Regions from separate parts of the Sus scrofa genome. Here region 2 is linked to region 1. A link is a contact called in public HiChIP or PLAC-seq data. All regions are on one chromosome and are shown on one strand. Each heading gives the region's core, a stretch centred on a gene start, on an enhancer-like site or on the middle of the called end of the contact. The rest is flanking DNA. Distances are from core to core; before and after follow the strand shown.

Region 1 (5,931 bases), core at 1,243-3,742:
AACGGGGCCAGGGATTGAACCCGCATCCTCATGGATCCTAGATGGGCTCATTAACCGCTGGGCCACAAAGGGAATTCCTTTCTGGGCCTATGTCTAGCCTGCCTCCCAGATGCTTCCAATTAATGCCAGTCATTGAAGGCGAGGATTGGCTAGATTGGAAATGACCCAGGAACCAGGCTTCAGAACCCCCTGATCCAGATCAATGTTTTCTACAATCACCCAATCACAGGACTCAGCTGGGAGTATTGCTTCCCAGCAGGCCTCACTTCAAACCCACTGGGCTAAGGCTTCCAGGAGAGAGACTCCAGAATTTCTATCTTTGGCAAGTGCCCCCCAAATAACGGCTCTCACTTATTGAGAACTTAATCTGTGCCACTCACCATATTAAATGCTTTTTTTTTTTGGCTGCGCCCGGGGCATGTGGAAGTTCCTGGGCCAGGGATTGAACCAGCGAGACAGCTATAACCAGAGCCGGATCCTTAACCTGGCGAGGCACTAGGGAATTCCCAAATGCTTTTAATTGGCTTGTTTAATCCTCGGCAAGGACCTAGAAATTAAGGCACTTGCTCAGGATCACACAACGATCAAGGAGGGAGCCAGAATTCCACCCGAGGAAGTAGCATGGCTTCTCAGGCAGACATAAATGTGGCTAAGATTCTGACAAGGACCTGGGTGGAGCTGGGAGGTCTCCAGGCGACAGTGCCAGTGCAGATCAAAGGTGAGCCTTCTCTGCAACCTGGGAGGGCAGCACCCAACAAGGAGGCCTGGGTTACTTTAGGGCCCTCTGGCCTCTGGGCCAGCCATTCCCAGGGGCTGTCCTGCCTGCTCATGGCTTTAGAGAGCTGCCCTGGCCAGAGAGCCTCACCTCCGGGGAGGGTGGTGGGTGTACTAGGTGCCAAGGGTGGAGACAGGCAAAAGTTTCTAGGAGTCACCTGGCACCCTTTGCGACACCCCCCCCCATAAATTCTAAGGGCCCACCCAAACAGGAAGAGAAAACGGGGCACCTGCCTCAACTACCATCCCCCAACGCTCCATGCTTCTGAGGTCTCCAGAGTCACTGGGCTGGCAGGTCCAAAAGAGCTGCCTGTTTTCACTTCCCTGTCCCGAAGAGGAAAAAGCACCTTCCTCATCTATGCCTTCTAGAAATCAAGCCTATCTGAAGATTACTCTGCCGACGACCTCTCAAATGAACTGCAAGGCCCGCCGTGCGCAGAGCCGAGGGGGGTAGTGGTGGAAACCTCAGCGTTTGCAGGGTTGAGGAACCTCCACGGGGGGCGCGTTCTAAGAGCTCAAGGGGAGCGACCAGAGCCCAGGTCCCCAGGGGGAGGGAAAAGATGAGGACAGCAGGGACCAGTCTCAGTCCAGGAGGGGGTGTGAACGGACCCGTGAAGCTTCCCCTGCCCCTACTGCGGATGTGGGAGCTCAAAGTCCGAGAGGCCTGAGATGGGGTTTGGCGAGGGGTCAGATGAGTTGCCTTTTGCCTTCAGAAGCCCGAAAAAACAAGGCCAGCGGTATCTCCCAAGGCCAAGCCTCCACCCACCTTCTCCCGGCTCTAGTTCTAAAGCCACCTGCCCCAGCCCACGCGAGTCGGCGAAGGCAGGACAGAGCTAGGGAGAGGTCTTGGGGGTGGGGGACAAGGGCCCGCCAGCTGGTTTGGGGCTTTGGGAGCCAGGACGGAGTACTTACATCCAGAAGTGTGGCTGGCTGCAGCTGACGCCTCAGCTCGGAGAGGGAGCCGCCTTCACCCAGCCCTAGGGATCACTTCCCGGCAGGGCAGGCCAGGCGCAGGGGTGGGGCTTGGGCATTTAAAGGGCCCTTGCAGCTGGTTCTCGTTGAGTTTTTTGGGTTTGTTTCTCTCCTGTGGGAGGCTTTCACTGCAGCTGAAGGCACTGCAGCTCATTCAGTGCTCAGGAATGCCCGCCTCAGAGCCAGCTGGCAGCGCTGGAATGAAACTAGGAGGGGGTCCAAGGCCTAGGGCGGCGGCGGGGGGGGGGGGGGGTGGTGCTGAGTTGGCTTCTCCCCCCTCTGGCTGGCATTTCCCATCAGGGTGGGTCCGACTCTGCCTCTCCAGGCCTGCGTGTGCTCCAGCGGCAGTACCTCCTCTAAAGAGAAGATAACCTGCTACTTTTCTTTTTTTATTTTAGATTCAGAAAATTCAGCCCAGGTGTCCAAACAACGGTTCCATAGAAAACACACACACACATACACATGTCCTCTTTCTGGTAAGGTGCTGTGTTGGGAGTTCGCAGGGTCTCTGCTCCTCCCAGGTGCCCCAGCGCCCCCGGGGTAGGGAGGGAGGGCCAGCAGGTCAGGACTCTGCACCCTAAAGGCAGAGGCGCTCAGTACTTGCGCTGCCTGGGGAAGAGGCTACTTCCCGAGGCCCGGAGCGCGGGGCTGGGGGGGCTGGCGTCCTCTGCGTCCAGGCTGAAGAGGTCCCTGCCGGTCCGGAGGATCTGCTCCTCCAGCTTCTTGTGCCGCTTCATGTCCGAGAGGACCTTGTCCAGGCGGGCCTCCCGTTTCTGGCTCCGGGCTGAGCTTCCTGCAGAAGGGGAAGGAGAGAAATGTGGGCGCGACTGAGGTTCTGTGCCCCGGACCTTCCTGGGATCTTATGACTCACTTGAGGAGCTCGGGAAACAGAGCGACTTCTAGGCCTGTCCTGGAGGGGCTGTGGTGTAGGGCTGGGGCCTCAGATGGGGTGGGCCGTGAAGGCTGGACGTATGAGAAGGGGCAGGTAATGTGAAGACCTAGGAAGAGCAGCCCAGGCAGGCACCAGCAAGTGCAAAAGCCCCAGGGCAGGAACGGGGAGGTCTGCTCAAGGGCAAATGCAGAACTGGGGGAGACAGGAAAGATGAGGCCCAAGAAATGACTCACAGATCACGATAAGGGGTACGGATCTCTTTGTTTAAATGGAAGCCTTGGTGGGGGCACAGTGTGTGTGTTGGATTCTCTTTGTTTAAATTGTTTTAGGGCCGCACCCACGGTATATGGCGGTTCCCAGGCGAGGGGTCGAATCAGAGCTGTAGCTGCCGGCCGACACCACAGCCTTGGCAATGCTGGGATCCTTAGCAAAGCCAGGGATGGAAACTGTGTCCTCATGGATGAGAGTTGGGTTCATTAACCACTGAGCAACGATGGGAACTCCTGGATTCTCATTTTGATAAGCTCTTACACCCCAGCAATAAAATCCTTTGGAAGACTTTTTTTTTTTTTTGCTTTTTACCGCTGCACGTGCAGGACATGGAAGTTCCCAAGCTAGGGGTTGAAAGCTACAGCTGCCAGCCTATACCACAGCCACAGCCATTCGGGATCCAAGCCACATCTGCGACCTACACCACAGCTCACAACAACATCGGATCCTTAACCAACTGCGCAAGACCAGGGATCACACCCGCATCCTCGTGGATACTAGTTGGGTTCATTTCCGATGAGCCACAATGGGAACTCCTTTTTTTTTTAACGGCCGCAGCCATGGCACATGGAAGTTCAGGGACTGAATCCAAACCACAGCTGAGGCTACGCCCGATCCTTTAACCCAGAGCACCAGGCCCAGGATTGAACCCGTCCCTCTCCAGTGAACCAAGTCACTGCAATCAGATTCTTAATCCACTGCACCAAGCAGGAACTCCTCCTTCGGAGAATTTAAAACAGAATTGGGAGTTCCTGTCGTGGCACAGCAGCAACAAATCCTACTAGGAACCATGAGGTTGCAGGTTCGATCCCTGGCCTTGCTCAGTGGGTTAAGGATCCAGTGTTGCCGTGAGCTGTGGTGTAGGTCGCAGATGTGGCCGGATCACGTGTTGCTGTGGTGTAGGCCAGGGGCTGCAGCTCCAATTGGACCGCTAGCCTGGAAACCTCCATTTGCCACACTTGAGGCCCTAAAAATAAAATAATAATAATTTAAAAAAATTTAAAACAGATTTGAGCTGACTTATGTTTTGAAAGAGAGACGGCTTGGATCAGGGTGTCACATTAAAGACAGAGACTAGTAGCTGAATTTGGAAATGTGGAGGCAGACCTAACAAGACTTGCTGCTGGTTTGAATGTTGACATAAAAGAAAGAGAAATCGGGAGTTCCCGTCGTGGCGCAGTGGTTAACAAATCCGACTAGGAACCATGAGGTTGCGGGTTCAATCCCTGCCCTTGCTCAGCGGGTTAACGATCCGGCGTTGCCGTGAGCTGTGGTGTAGGTTGCAGGCGCGGCTCGGATCCCGCGTTGCTGTGGCTCTGGCATAGGCTGGCGGCTACAGCTCCCATTAGACCCCTAGCCTGGGACCCTCCATATGCCGCGGGAGCGGCCCAAGAAATAACAACAATAACAACAACAACAACAACAAAAAAAGACAAAAGACAAAAAAAAAAAAAAAAAAAGAAAGAAAGAGAAATCAAGAATGGCTCTGAGAGGAGTTCCCGTCTTGGCTCAGAGGTTAACGAACCTGACTAGTATCCATGAGGATTCGGGTTCGATCCCTGGCCCCACTCAGTGGGCTAAGGATCCGGTGTTGCCATGAGCCGTGGTGTAGGTCCCAGATGTGGCTTAGATCTCATGTTGCTGTGGCTGTGGTGTAGGCCAGCAGCTATAGCTCTGATTTGACCCCTAGCCTGGGAACCTCCATATGCCGCAGATGCAGCCCTAAACACACACACACACAAGAGAGAGAGAGAGAATGGCTCTGACGGTAAACTCTAGGCATGGGAAGCTAGGTCAGATTAGGAGGTGTACGCAGTAGCATAGGGATGTGGAGCTAGATAATGACCAAGAAGACTCGGACTTCTGGGATGGGGGTGGGGGGGAAATGAGACCAAAGGAATGGGAAATATGATAGAATTACCTGTGATAATCTTTTAAAAGAAAATTGGGTACCACCTAGACTGGAAGGATGGCAACCACTGAGTGCACGCTCTCCCCTGAAGCTGTGATTTGTGTAGCTACCAAGGAACCAAGCAGAGACCTTTTTTTTTTTTTTTTTTTTGACCACACCCATGGAATGTGGAAGTTCCCAGGCCAAGGTTCGAACCTGTGCCAAAGCAGTGACAATGCTGGGTCCTTTGCCACTAAGCCATCAGAGAACGCCTCAAAGACCTCTTTCAGGGAGTCCCTTTCGGAGTAAGTGGGAACAGAGGCCCCCCCGCGCCCCCCATTCTCCACTCTTGTCTGTACCTGGGGTGCGCCTCCGGTCAATCAGGGAGTCCTTTGGTGTCATTGGCTCATCATCAAAATCAAATTCTGTGGGCATGTGCGGCCTGGGACAGGTGGAGAGAGAGAGGAGGGTGAGGGAGATCCTTCCAAACCTCCACTGGTGCTTCTCCCGGGCCTTCGGGCTCTTCCCCTCCCTCTAACTTCCCATGCTCCTGGGTCCCACCTCCCTCCCTATTTCCTCCTGGCATCAAGGAAGCAATCCTCACTTTTCCTCTTCCTCCTCTTTGGCCTCGGGTTCCTCATCAGATCTTTCCTCTTCACTCTGGGCCTCAGGCGTAGGTGGTCGGCGGGGCAGGATCTCTGCCTGAAGCTCCAGGGTACCGTGGGCAGCCAGCAGTTCATAGAGCCGTTGGATTTCGGAGGGAGGTGGCATCCAGGGCTGCCCATCCTCAGGCAGCTCCACCTCTTCATCGCTGCAGGGCACGCACCAGTCCTCGGAGTCTCCCTGGGCGGGCTCTTCCCCCTCAGTGCTGGGGGCTTCTCCCTGCACTTCCTCGGCCCTGGACCCCTCATGTTCGGCCTCCTCCCGGCCTCCTTCCCCCTCTTCCTCGGCTTTATCGGCCGAAGCAGAGGGGCCTCCGGTGTCCTCCACGGCCAGAGCCTGGAGGCCGGAGGTCACTTCCCCTTCTTCAGACAGAGGCGCCGCCGCGGTGGCTGCCGTGTCTCCATGACCCCGGACAAGGGACATAAGCCACTAGGGAAGGGGCCCAGCGATGCCAGGAGATGCAGGAGTA
Region 2 (5,931 bases), core at 871-3,370, 33 kb after region 1:
ATGGAAAAGAATGAAATGAGAACACTCCCCTGACACCATACACAAAAATAAACTCCAAATGGATTAAAGACCTAGATATAAGACCAGACACTATAAAACTCTTAGAGGAAAACATAGGCCAAACACTCTCTGACGTAAAAGACAGCAACATCTTCTCAGATCCACCTCTTAGAGTATTGACAATAAAAACAAAAATAAACAAATGGGGCCCAATCAAACTTAAAAGTTTCTGCACAGCAAAGGAAACCCTAAACAAAATGAAAAGACAACCCACAGAATGGGAGAAAATCTTTGCAAGTGAATCAACTGACAAGGAATTGATCTCCAAAATTTACAAACAACTTCTGCAGCTCCATACCAAAAAACAAACAACCCCATCCAAAAATGGGCAGAAGATCTAAACAGACAGTTCTTCAGAGAAGACATACAGATGGCCGAGAAACACATGCAAAGATGTTCAACATCACTCATTATTAGAGAAATGCAAATCAAAACCACTCTGAGGTACCACCTTACACCAGCCAGAATGGCCATCCTCAAAACGTCTACAAACAATAAGTGCTGGAGAGGGTGTGGAGAAAAAGGAACCCTAGTACACTGTTGGTGGGATTGTAAATTGGTGCAACCACGGTGGAAAGCAGTATGGAGATTCCTCAGAAAACTAAACATGGAACTACCATTTGATCCAGCAATCTCACTCCTGGGCATCTATCCAGAGAAAACCACGACTCCCAAAGACACATGGACTCCGATGTTCATTGCAGCACCATTTACAATAGCCAAGACATGGAAACAACCTAAATGTCCATCGACAGAGGAGTGGATCAAGATGTGGTACATATACACAATGGAATATGACTCAGCCATTAAAAAGAATGAAATACCGGCATTTTTAGCAACATAGATGGACCTAGAAACTATCATGCTAAGTGAAGTCAGCCATACAATGAGACACCAACATCAAATGCTTTCACTGACATGTGGAATCTGAAAAAAGGACAGACTGAACTTCTTTGCAGAACAGATGCTGACGCACAGACATTGAAAAACGTATGGTCTCTGGAGGAGACAGTTTGGGGGGTGGGGGGATGTGCTTGGGCTGTGGGATGGAAATCCTGTGAAATCAGATTGTTATGATCATTATACAACTACAGATGTGATAAATTCATTTGAGTAATAAAAAAAAAGTAAAAAAAAAACCAAAAACACAAGGCAGTAACAGACCCACCTCACCGCATTGAGGAGATTAAATAATTCATCAGCATAAAGTGTTTCCAGCTGTGCCTGGCACCAAGCAAGGCTGCAACATGTGTTTGACATTCTACTAAATAGGTTTGTTTCTCCACGGGGCCTGACAAACAGTAAGAGACTCAAATATCCGTGGTACCCGCTATAATCACTAACCAGAATTCAGTCTACAAGAAGAGAGCAGAGAGCAAGATTCTGAATGTCCTAAAAGCCTTCCCAACCCTAAAAAGAGTACTGACTTCCACGGCTGGAGGGAAAGGAAACAACCCCTTCTTTCCCTTTTCGGTGATCTCAGCACATCTTATGCCAACAATTCACACCCAGCTGCAGCCTGTCTGAAACTCTTGCCTCTCTGAGGGATCTCCCCGCACCCAAACAACATGTCACACACGGGCTCTTTCCCCAAAGACGCATCCAGCTCCCTTTCTTTTGTCCTTACAGTTGGAGTAGTAGCTATTTTTCGCTCGCTTACTCATGTAATCTTCTCAGATGGGTCACTGTCCCCACTTCACAGACAAAACTAAAGCTCCCTGAGGAAAAAGGCGCTAGGCTCAAAAGTGCACCGGAACTGGGTCTCAACCCCGGTCTATTGATCCGCGCCGAGAGCAGGAAACAGTGAGAAGGCACCAGCCTGAGACTTCCACACTCCCACTTTCCCCTCCCCGCTGCCGCGCCATTCCGGCGTCTCCCGGACTACTCGCGGGGCCCGGACCCGACTGGGACGCGTCGCCCCACAAAGCTCCAGACTCTGGCACCCCGCCCTGCCCAGGCTCGAGTACCCGAGGTCGCCGCCGCCATCTCGCGTCGCCTCCGCGCCGGGAGCCCCGCGTCCATTCCACTCCCTCCTTGGGCCCGCCTCTCTGTTCGAATTTCTCACTGCCCCGCCCCCTCTCCTGGGCTCCACCAATCACGGCTACTTGCCGCCGGAAGCCCCTTCTAGTGCCTCGCCGCTATCCCGCCCTCTAGGGCTCGCCTCCGGGTTCTGCAAGAAAGTTTCCCTGGGCCGAGAACGCATGCGCGCGCATCCGCTCCCCGGCCGTTGACGTCGGGCAGGCCCTCCCGCGCAAACTCCGCTGCCGCCGGAGGCGTTTGCGACAGTGGCCGTCGGGGGTGCTGGTGAGCGTCGCCAGCCCCCGGCTCTTTTTACCTTCTGGGTTTCGAGGCGTAGATTTATCTTAGGTGTAGACATTTCGCCTCGGTTTTTTTGTTTTTTGTTTTTTGTTTTTTTCCCCTCTCAAACTGCGACTTTTGGTACGAAATCAAGCAGACGGTGTTCCGAGATAGTTAATCGATTTATCCGAAAATTTCTCTGAACTAAATACAGTTTTCGCTGTTTTCGTGGCAGAATATGGCACACTATAGGGATAAGAAAGATGCATGGGCATGGGATTATTCTAAACGACTGGTAGTGATCTTCAGTTTTACACTTTCTTGCCTCAGAATTTGATTCTCGAGCTTGGTGGGAGGGGATCCTTTTGTGGCTTTCCGGACTTGACCTCGGGGGGCCAGTCAACGGTGCTTTAACGTCTGGTCACTTATTTAGATCAGGACCCTGCTGGCTGGGTTGTGGACAGTTAGGTCCTGCTGATTCCAAAGCCACTATATGAGGTGCAGAGGCCAGGTGACATGTGTGTCCCTTTATGTCACATGCCTGAGCTGAGGATCCCAGCTGGGATGTCCCTTCCTTTGTAACAGAGCTCTAGGCGGCGGAGTGGGCGTGAAAGTCATGCTCAATCTGTTAGTCAACTTCGCCCATGTCCTACGAGTTCAGTCATCTGTAAAATAGTTCCCTATCCCTTCTGGAGCTTAACCAGGCGTGACCATCCCATCTTTGAGCTCCTGGTAAGGCCCTGGTTTAGACATTATGTCAAACTATAATAAACTAAACAAAACAAATATTGGACCACTGGTTCTAATATTTTGGGGAGGGCCTTGAAATCCCTTTACATTCTTAAAAATTGAGACCCCAAATATCTTCTGATTTTTATCAATCCACATTTACTGTGTTAGAAATAAATACAAGTTGAAAATATTTATTAATGCATTGCTCTGGTCACAGCAGTAACAATGTGGGATCCTTAACCCACTGTGGCACAAAGGAAGTCCAGAATTCAGATTTCTAGGTGTGACAGGCTTTAGAGAGCATTTGACCAAATTAAGCTTATTTTACAAAGGGGTAATTGAGGAGTTCTTGTGGCGCAGTGGTTAGCGAATCCAACTAGGAACCATGAGGTTGCCGGTTCGGTCCCTGGCCTTGCTCAGTGGGTTAAGGATCCAGCGTTGCCGTGAGCTGTGGTGTAGGTTGCAGACTCAGCTCGGATCCCATGTTGCTGTGGCTCTGGCGTAGGCTGGCGGCTAGAGTGCCGATTCGACCCCTAGCCTGGGAACCTCCATATGCCGTGGGAGCGGCAAAGGCAAAAAAAAAAAGGGGGGGGTGGGATAATTGAAATCTAAAGAGGTTAAGAGATTTGGCTGAGGTCATATACCTGAGCAGAGCTAGAACTTCAGTTTCCTAAGTCCCTGTGCAGTACACTGTCAACTCATTCTGACCTTTGACAGTGAGGTTCCCACTATTACTCAGTAATCCATTTACCTGACTGGTCAGCAAACTCCTTTACTCCCTGTCATTATCCAGAATCCCCACCTCAGCCCTCTTAGGTTTAATCAGGTGCAACAGGTAGTTCATGTGTCTCTTGGGCTAAACTATAGTATAGTATTTCATTAAACTGATCTAGGTATTGCTGTGAAGATATTTTGTAGACCTGGTGACTGTCTACAGGCCTTTGACTTTAAATAAGTGACATTATCCTGGATATTCCTTATCTAGTCAATTACAAGTCTTGAGAGCAAAACTGATACTGCATGGTATCATTTATAGGTGGAATCTAAAATAATAAAGTCTGACTTCCCTTGTGGCTCAGCAGGTTATCACTGTTGTCACTGCTGTGGCTCTGGTTACAGCTGTGGCTCTGGTTCGATCCCAGGCACAGAAACTTATGCATGCCATGGGCCCAGCCAAAACAAAACAGAAGTCAAACTGTACTAAGAGTATAGATTTTTATAACCTAATAAATTAATCTTGGTGGGGGGAGGTGCCAAACTGAGGTTTCCCTGAGGAAGAAGAAATTTCATCTGTAGACTGTAGCATCTCTTCCTGCCCAGAAGTTTCCAGATTGCTGGGCTTCCATACAGATTTCAGATTTGCCTAGCCAGGCTCCACAGCTGCATAAGCCAATTCTTTACAACAAATTTTCTTTTATATATATGTCCAGTCGCCCCAGCCAACCCCCTGTGTTCATGGCAACCCATGATGGAAATCTCCACCCTCCTTGGAATGCCTTTTTTTTTTTTTTTTTTTTGGTCTTTTTGCTATTTCTTGGGCTGCTCCTGCGGCATATGGAGATTCCCAGGCTAGGGGTCTAATCGGAGCCGTAGCCACCAGCCTACACCAGAGCCACAGCAATGCATGATCCGAGCCGCGTCTGCAACCTGCACCACAGCTCACGGCAATACCGGATCCTTAACCCACTGAGCAAAGCCAGGGATCGAACCCGCAACCTCATGGTTCCTAGTCGGATTCGTTAACCACTGCGCCAAGACGGGAACTCCCGAATGCCTTTTTTAAGGATGGGGCTGGCAGAGTAGAAGCTGTTGAGGAGATGGTGACTTCCTAAGGAAAGAACCTCGGTTCTCAAAGAGCTGAGCAAGGACCCCAGCGCTTGTGGGTAAAGGTGGGAAAGCCGCAGTAATAGGCAGAGTCCTTGGCAGGAACTTAGGCTAAACTTTGGGACTCAGGTGAGTTCTGGGAAAGAACAAAGGAAGATGGCCCAGGCCACCCACGTGCAGCCAGTGGGTTAAGGTCAGGGGAGTGAGGTGCCTTTTGGTGGCGAGGCACTGTCTCGAGGGGAAAACAAGGGCCGGAGAGTGGAACTGATGTGGTTCAAGTCATTATCCACAACTAGGCCTTCTTGGCCTCAGAACTCGAGTTTGGGTCAACACTTGAAAAGAGAACTGGGCTACAGGCCAGAATCTTACCTCCTCTTGATAAATTGTGAAGAAAAACCCAGAATTCTTTTTTTGGCTTTTTCAGGGCCAAACCCGTGGCACACATGGAGGTTCCCAGGCTAGGGGTCCAATCGGAGCTGTAGCCGCCGGCCTACACCACAGCCACGTGGGCTCTGAGCCACATCTGTGATCTGCACCACAGCTCACAGCAACAGTGGACCCTTAACCCACTGAGCAAGGCCAGGGATCGAACCCGCAACCTCATGGTTCCTAGTCAGATTCGTTTCCGATGCACCATGATGGGAGCCCCAAAACCCAGGATGTGTATACCTCTCTCCTTTATCCTCCCACTCTTCCCTGGGTTGACATCTGACCAGTAGCCAAAAAGGAGATTCACGCATCCATACGTAGAGTCCGGGGGTGGATCCCAGCTGCAGACGCCCCACCACACACCAGCTTTAGCCATGTCCATGTATTTTTCTTTATTGAGACATGTAGATGGTGGTTGGTGATCTCGGGGTTCCCACACCCCCCCCTTGCAGGGGTGCCGTGTAACTCAGCAGTTCTCGTAGTCCCTGGAGTAGGAGTCCCAGTGCAGGCCAATGGCATCAATAAGGCTCCCAGCTCAGCCACTGATGAATCGTAGCACAGTGTTGGGGTCCAAGGGGACAGCATTGA

The links. HiChIP or PLAC-seq counts read pairs in DNA pulled down with a chosen protein or histone mark.
Region 2: a contact with region 1 is called in an H3K27ac HiChIP or PLAC-seq map of alveolar macrophages. The contact joins the promoter of KIF22 here to the promoter of MVP in region 1. A contact is called at or near these places in 7 of 47 Hi-C or Micro-C datasets (blood, embryonic fibroblasts, heart right ventricle and 2 more) and 2 of 2 datasets of contacts at active chromatin or transcription factors (alveolar macrophages and skeletal muscle).

What each region holds. Positions count from the first base shown.
Region 1 is chr3:18,053,109-18,059,039 of Sscrofa11.1, reverse strand. MVP (major vault protein) reads right to left here and starts at 2,492. Exons shown (of 15, transcript XM_021086424.1): 1 at 1,687-2,492. It overlaps PAGR1 (PAXIP1-associated glutamate-rich protein 1), which reads right to left. Exons shown (of 3, transcript XM_013987719.2): 1 at 5,404-5,931; 2 at 5,159-5,241; 3 at 2,120-2,539. The coding sequence starts at 5,885. The coding sequence ends at 2,340.
Region 2 is chr3:18,019,293-18,025,223 of Sscrofa11.1, reverse strand. KIF22 (kinesin family member 22) reads right to left here and starts at 2,120. Exons shown (of 14, transcript NM_001243019.1): 1 at 2,028-2,120. The coding sequence starts at 2,082. ZG16 (zymogen granule membrane protein 16) reads right to left here. Exons shown (of 2, transcript XM_021088371.1): 2 at 5,723-5,931. The coding sequence ends at 5,810.